2 separate regions of the Bicyclus anynana genome follow, and region 1 is linked to region 2. Evidence: chromatin contacts called from public Hi-C data. All regions are on one chromosome and are shown on one strand. Each heading gives the region's core, a stretch centred on a gene start, on an enhancer-like site or on the middle of the called end of the contact. The rest is flanking DNA. Distances are from core to core; before and after follow the strand shown.

Region 1 (3,626 bases), core at 864-3,363, 110 kb after region 2:
ATATCCCCCGCGGTTTTACTGTTCCCATTACTTTGAGAATACTAGGGCAAAGTATATCCTATGACATTCACAAAGTACTTGGCTTTGTATTGGTTAAACAATTTTCAAAGTCTGTTAACAGATCCAGAGATTATCCCCTATAACCACACAAAGTTTACCTCTTCGTGTTATGATAAATAACTATGGTTATAAATATTAAAACCACAGTTTGGTGGGTAATGAATTTTTAAATTGGGGCTGCACTTTAAGCAATGACCTTTTATGTCAAGTTTAAATATGTAGTTTATTTTAAGTGGGCCGCAGCACATTAGTCACTCGGCTGAGATTCGTGACTTGCGAACATTACTCATTTCACCGCAAATATTGGTTTCAGGTGGTATGATGTAGACTCAAATGGATTTTACAGGTGACCTCATGAGAGCTAGTAGCAGGGTTACATTAACAAACCCCTCTCGGAAAATAATTGTAATTGTTTGGGCCCAGAGCGGCAAAAATTAAGTAAGACAAAATTGATTTATTCCAATATGGTTGGAGGTAGCGATACGCCGCGCGTACGACTTCATACCCGCGCAGTCCGTCCCTCTGCCCCGCTCACAATTAATTCTTTTAAGGGTAACAGTAATTCTTTTAAGGGTAATTGCATACAATTTATAATAAACTGCCACTTGAAACAGCGGACACGTTTTTCAATAAGTTCAAAGTTTTTATTAAACGCAAGCTTATAGAAAAGTCGTATTATAGAGTTAATGATTACATAATCACACTTCACATCACACTAATTACACTAATATTATAAAGGCGAAATTTTGTGTGAAGTGTGAAAGTGTGTAAGTATGTTTGTTCCTCTTTTACGCTGCGGCTACTGAAGCGATTTGGCTGAAATTTGGTATGGAAATAGATTTTAGTCTGGATTAACACATAGGCTACTTTTCATCCCGGAAAAATCCATGGTTCCCGCGGGATTTGTAAAGAACTGAATTCCACGCGGACGCTACTAAATAATAAATATCTAAATGGATAAATTAATTTTAATATAATTTACCTGCCTTACATAATCAAGTCTAGTAAACAAAGTAATTGAACTTACTATAAATAAAATATAATGATGGAAACCGCTTTGAATGCGGATGCAACTCGTTTTCATTATTTTATACACTTAGTATTAATTACGGATAATATGAACCTACCATTACAGTTCTCGGGAACCAATTACCGAGACTCATCTAACATTCACAACACGCCATCTTGGATTTATAAAAAAGAACCCAGAACACACTCGAATAGATGCCATCATTAACATTATATTTGGTTCACTATAACGTACGAATCTCGTCTCATCAGTGCTGGATTATTAGCTTATTAGCACAGAATACAAGCAATCGCTTAAAGCACAAAAATTGTTCGTACTCGACTAAAATACTTCAGTAGTCCGAACTAGGCCAGGACATTCCATCTTCGGGCACCAGAGACGAAAAAAAACGAGCGAAATCAATTGACGTTGATTGATACTTATTACACCTACGTATGACTATATTTTTTTAATCATTATTTGTATTTTATTTAGGAATATAGGAGAAGATTGTTTAGGTCATCAAGTTACTTTAATCCGGCACTGCCTCTACTGAATGAGAGGGGGGTTAGGCTAATAGTCCACCACGCTGGCCCAATGCGGATTGGTAGACTTCACACGTAGAGAATTGAGAAAATTACTAGGTTGCAGGTTTCCTCACGTTTGATACTCGTCGTATTTAATTTATTTTTTAAAATGCTCATAAATGAAATGTTGTGACGTGTATGCCCCATACCAGATTCGAACCTATGCACTCCGAATCGAAGGCAGTGGTGGTGCAAATCACGTGAGTTAACACTGCGACTGGATTATCATTATAAATTAGATAAATATAAAAACAAATATCTTTTAAAATTTAAATTGTACAGTTTTAATAATGTTTCCTTTTATTTTACCAGATCTCGGGAGTTAATCAAGAGTGCAATCCTGGATAACGACTTCATGAAGAACCTAGAGATGACGCAGATTAGAGAGATTGTGGACTGCATGTATCCAGTTGAATATGCCGCCGGCAGTCTCATCATCAAAGAAGGAGATGTTGGCAGCATCGTGTACGTTATGGAAGGTAAGGTTACAACATATTTATTATACCGCCATCTAGTGTAGATTAGCAGACTTAGACTTAGCGCTTTTACGTTACGCGCCATCTGTTGAGCAGTAGCTAAACTATTACAACTAACAAAGTAGCTATTAGTTCCATACAATCAATATAGATGGCAACAAAACTAAAAGAAAGGAATATTTTTATTTGTTTTTCTACCTAAAAGCAACACGTTTTAGATGTAAAATCATTAAAAAAAAATAATTCACAATATTTAGATTTGTCGTGTAGTAAAATTATAGTTACAATTATTAGAAAGAAATCTACAAATTGTTATTATTATTGTAGAATGTACTTAAGAAGCTTACTTTTATCTTAAAGTTTAATCCAATAAATAGAAGTAGATACTTATAAATTGAGTTTTTTTAATAATATATCGACGACAGTAAAGTTGTTGTGCCTCGTTGATAACTTTCTCTCAACGCGAAAGCGGAAAAACAGCAGCGACACCAACTTTTCTTGCGAGACACGGGAGTAGGTGAGGGAAACCTTATACATTCTGATGTAAATACTGTAGGTACTATACTAAAGGTAAACTCGATGTGCAATGTTTATCAACAAACACATTAAAAATTAGGGTATAATAACTAACGATTTGCTAGTCATTTCCTAATAATACTTAAAATTACCTAACTTGTACCTATTTTTTTTTATCTCTCCTTATTCCTGCAATCTGTCGTGAGACGTTCTGCGGGATTTTATGTATTTGTATTATGGCGTGTTTGGTGCGAAATCCAGTGTATTTCATGACATCTTGTGGTGCTCATCTCTTGAGAGTAGTACCATAAACCTACCTGTTGCCTTTTGAAAGTTGTACCTAAATTAATGACAATTTTGACAAGATTTTCAATCAAATTTCATACAAAAACAATACATAATTTTATGTAGGTAAATTATATATGAAATTACATGAGTTTTCTACCTTCATTTTTAATTTGTTTGTTGATAAATAATGATCGCAGATATCCTGTTACCTACTCCTAATTTATATACAATTTGTACTGTCATCATCCCTATTCGGCTTTATTGTAGATTCACTTATATAATGGTTTAACGATATTTTTATTTTTGCTACTCTTAATAGAAGATAAATACCATAAACAAGTTAATGGAAGTCAAATTATTTAGAACAGTAGAATTATTTAAAAAAACAAATACCTAACTCAAATTACATAAAAACTGAAGATTTACTTTAAGTCGATTTAGATCAATTAGAAAATCTTTCGGTCTAAAATAAATTTCTTATTCATCTTTTTATCAAGCAGCATGATTTAATTTGAAATGAATGACCAAAGAACTTATTGAAAAATATCAATCTGTTTGAAGGTTAAGAGGTTACACTGCAAAAAGTTGTTTTGATTCGGTATCGAGGTCGCTTCTATATTTGGAAGTTAATAGACATTTTTTAAATCTGCCTAAATATGAAATTTGTGTCCAAATGTTTTGATACTCCAT
Region 2 (3,613 bases), core at 988-3,487:
CTGAAAAGTGAATGGTGCGCAGAATAGGTAGCGCACAAAAACGCAACGCTGTCATTCGTTCATCGAATTTTACTGCCCATATTTCATACCATGGGCTATATATGAAACATCGATTCTTAAGGAGTAAACTCCAATAAACTTCAAAAATTTTCAAAAACTGTTTAATTTATCTTAATAAATAGCTGAATAATAAAAAATATTAGAACTTTAACCTCCAGAGTCCAATTTCCGTTGACCATAAAAACACGAGTCTTTACACACTTTAAGCCCAGTTTTATGGACGGAAAAATACTTTAAACGTTACTTTATCTCCGAAATTTATGCGTATTTCATGAAGCTTTGGACATAAAATTGCTAAAAATACTATACTTTTGACTCCTTTGTTATGTTTGGGTATTATGGAATGTATCGCCGAGTTTCGCAAATAATGTGACTTGTGGCACAAAACAGTATTTAGGTAGTTGACACTGTAATAGAGATGATGACAGTTTTTTAAATTGTGTATAAATTAAGAGTACGCTAATAGTAAAAGTAATACGCTAATAGTAATTTTGTAAAAGTAACAGGGTATCTGCGATCATTACTTTCGGAGCTACAGGGATTTAAAGGGACAGATTTGCGGCGCTGCCGCGGATCCCTGAAAAACGCCCCATACAAAATGGTGGTGGTTATGACGTCGTAGGCAATTTATGATCGTTAGATTTGCATGGGCGTTTAAACAAAATTACTAATATCTTTGTTATTTGTGCGTTTATGTTTATAGTTCATGTATTAAAAAATGTCACATTTAATGTAAGGAAGCTAAAACTGTATGAATTTTCATCTAATTACGATGAAATATTTTTAGTAGATTTTGAAATTTTATAATCTTATTTATTTTGCAAATATCCAGTCAGTCTTAGCTTTTTATGTGTAAATTAGTTAACATTGACCTCATTAACCCGAATGTATCATAAAATCAACATATTCAAACCTAGTCATCATCCCCATTGTCAATCTCAAAGCAAGCTTACTGTAATCAAACCCTTATGCACACCACAGCTGATAGTGACCTAAAAATAATACTGAAACTGTTTCAATGTGTACATTATACAGCTATTATACAGCTCACTGATATGAGAATATAAATAAATGCATGTAGGTTGCTCTAGATTGACCTAATATTTCCGCGATATATTTTTAGCTCAGATAACAAACCGTGCCCACGTGATCACTGATATTGGAAATAATGTCTTCATCATCATAACACCAGCGACTAACGATCAAGTTTACTGTCAAGTTTGAAGGAAGGTTGGTGATGTAGTCATTAATATCGAAATATCGTTTTAAGTATGGTTACGATATCTTTTTCATTGCCCACATCTCTAAGTGTTTTGTAGGCTTCATGATAACTTGATCGTAAGTGGCTTTCCCAGAGAAAAAAAATATATTGCGAGGTACCTAGGTAGTTATGTAGAAGCAGTAACTACCTAGGTACTATGTTTTAGTGGGTGTCCTACATACTAATTCATATTGTGAGTCCTGTGTAATTTCTCCGTGTCTTACATATTTAAGAAATACGGAATGTTATTTAATTCTGTTCTATAAATAGCTGTTTAACCTTCACAGCCAAGAGTTATCTTAACAGTCGCGTTAGTGCTATTTAGGTTAAGCAATGGGTTTATAATTTTATCTTTAACTTCAAAAAAATAACGAATTCATGTTATTGTCACCTCAAACGCTAATTATGTAGGTTATTCGTTCTCATTTTATTTATTTATGTTATAAATGTTGTAGTGATATAAAACTAACTAACAAGAATAATAATAAGTTTTTTTTTCTATGAATGTATTGTAATTTAAGGACGCCATCTATTTAAGATAAATAACAATTCATAATACGACCACGTAGTACCGCTACTCGTCCACAGATGGCTCTTCATTAACATTACGTCTATCTAAACATGCTGTTGTAAAATTTAATAAATGTAGATATTTATTGCTTGTATTAATATTTAAATATTGTATTTTATGTATTTCGTGAATAAAATTTTCATTTTAATTTTTGATTTTTACAATGTGAATACAGGTTATATCAAGATATGTTTGACCAGAGGTTTTTATAGACCTTTTTGTTCTATAATGGTTGTGTGTTCTCTCCGTTACCAGTAGTAGTCACAAAATACGCGACCTCGCCAATGGTTGCGGCGCAAACACATTGATAAGTACGGGCTACTCGCGATGCATGTGATGGATTGTTCTTGGTACAAGTAATAAACGGGTTCTGAAAACATCTCGTACCTATTTAAGTATCTACAGACTAAGAAGTAAGAGTGAGAGAAGAGAGTATAGACACCTAGTTGCTCCGAGTAAGCTGAAAGATAGGTTAGCAGGTTTACGGATATTAAACTTACTTAACGTAATTAAACGTACCTACTTAACGTTTCAGCGAAGGAAAAAAAATACAGACTTCGTCCGTCCTTAGAACTCTTCAACCCAGCTTTACAGTATAGTTAGTAGTATCGCTGTAAAAATGGTAACTTTTCCCGTTTTCCCAACATTTCCCTTCACTGCTCTGCTCCTATTGATCGAAGCGTGATAAAAGTATACTATAACCTGCCCAGGAGTATGAAGAATAATTGTACCAAGTTTCGTTTCAATCCGTCGAGTAGTTTTTGTTTCTATAACGAACATACAGACAAACAAAAATTTACTGATTGCAGTTTTGGCATCAGTATCGATCACTAATCATCCCTGATAGTAACCTACCCTATTTACAACTAACCTACTCCTACCCTACCCCTAACCTACTCTTACCCTAAGCCTACAAAACCCCTACCCTACCTCTACCCTACCCTAATAAATATATAATGTAAGTAAACACAAAATTGTGCATGTATGCGCTCAGTGCAGTCGCTAAATTCGGATCACTTTTTTGCGGTGATTTTGTATGCACGTAACTTGTTACCAAGTAAGCCGGCTGCATTTCCGCCTCTAATGTCACCTAATCCTCAACAATTTTTCAGATAATATTATCTGTGCTAAGGCACGCTATCACTCATAGCTTGGCCAGCACTCGTATCTCGAGTGGTTAAAACTAGTAAATATGAGTTGGTTCGCTTGTCGTTTGTACAATATGAATTTATTGTCAGTCAGTCTGCGTCAACTCGCGCTCGTCTCTGCTGATCCTTAATCTGATCCTTAGTTTTGACCGATACGAATACAACGTCTGATCTATACGTCTTGAGTCTCGACCGATACGAATACAACGCAGTGTCGAAATAGTCCCTGATAAAGAAAAACGGAACGGTTAGCAAAACGGGAAGTTATCGATGACGGTTGAGTTTTAAAGTGCAAGTGTTGTGTTGTGTTGAAGCTATCTATTATTGGAACTTCGAAAATAGTTTATTCGTTAACTTCGAAATTAGTTTTTCGTTACGTTACGTGTTTCTTTAAGGTGAGGTATTATTTGTTTATTTTTTATACTCTTATTAGGCTTAGATATATTTATAAAGAGGCATAGTTAACAATCTATTTACGTGTGACGGTTTTTTTAAACTGAAAAACTACTTGACCGTCGGATTAGTGTTATTTATTTTTTTCTCTATTACATAAAATGGTAAAAACCGAAAAAT

Evidence for each region. A called contact is a pair of places that touch in the nucleus more often than the background predicts.
Region 1: a contact with region 2 is called in a Hi-C map of whole body, with 3 times the contacts expected there. The contact joins two enhancer-like sites. A contact is called at or near these places in 2 of 2 Hi-C or Micro-C datasets (whole body and whole larva).

Annotation. Positions count from the first base shown.
Region 1 is chr19:10,587,203-10,590,828 of ilBicAnyn1.1, forward strand. LOC112046535 (cGMP-dependent protein kinase, isozyme 2 forms cD4/T1/T3A/T3B) reads left to right here. Exons shown (of 12, transcript XM_024083203.2): 3 at 1,969-2,135. Among protein-coding and RNA genes, the nearest start is that of LOC128199180, 18 kb to the left of the region's middle. Within about 2 kb of position 2,114, at least 8 of the 8 cell types and tissues checked have open chromatin away from gene starts, as enhancers often do.
Region 2 is chr19:10,480,079-10,483,691 of ilBicAnyn1.1, forward strand. All of the region lies in intron 1 of LOC112046535 (cGMP-dependent protein kinase, isozyme 2 forms cD4/T1/T3A/T3B), which reads left to right. Among protein-coding and RNA genes, the nearest start is that of LOC112046535, 42 kb to the left of the region's middle. Within about 2 kb of position 2,238, at least 6 of the 8 cell types and tissues checked have open chromatin away from gene starts, as enhancers often do.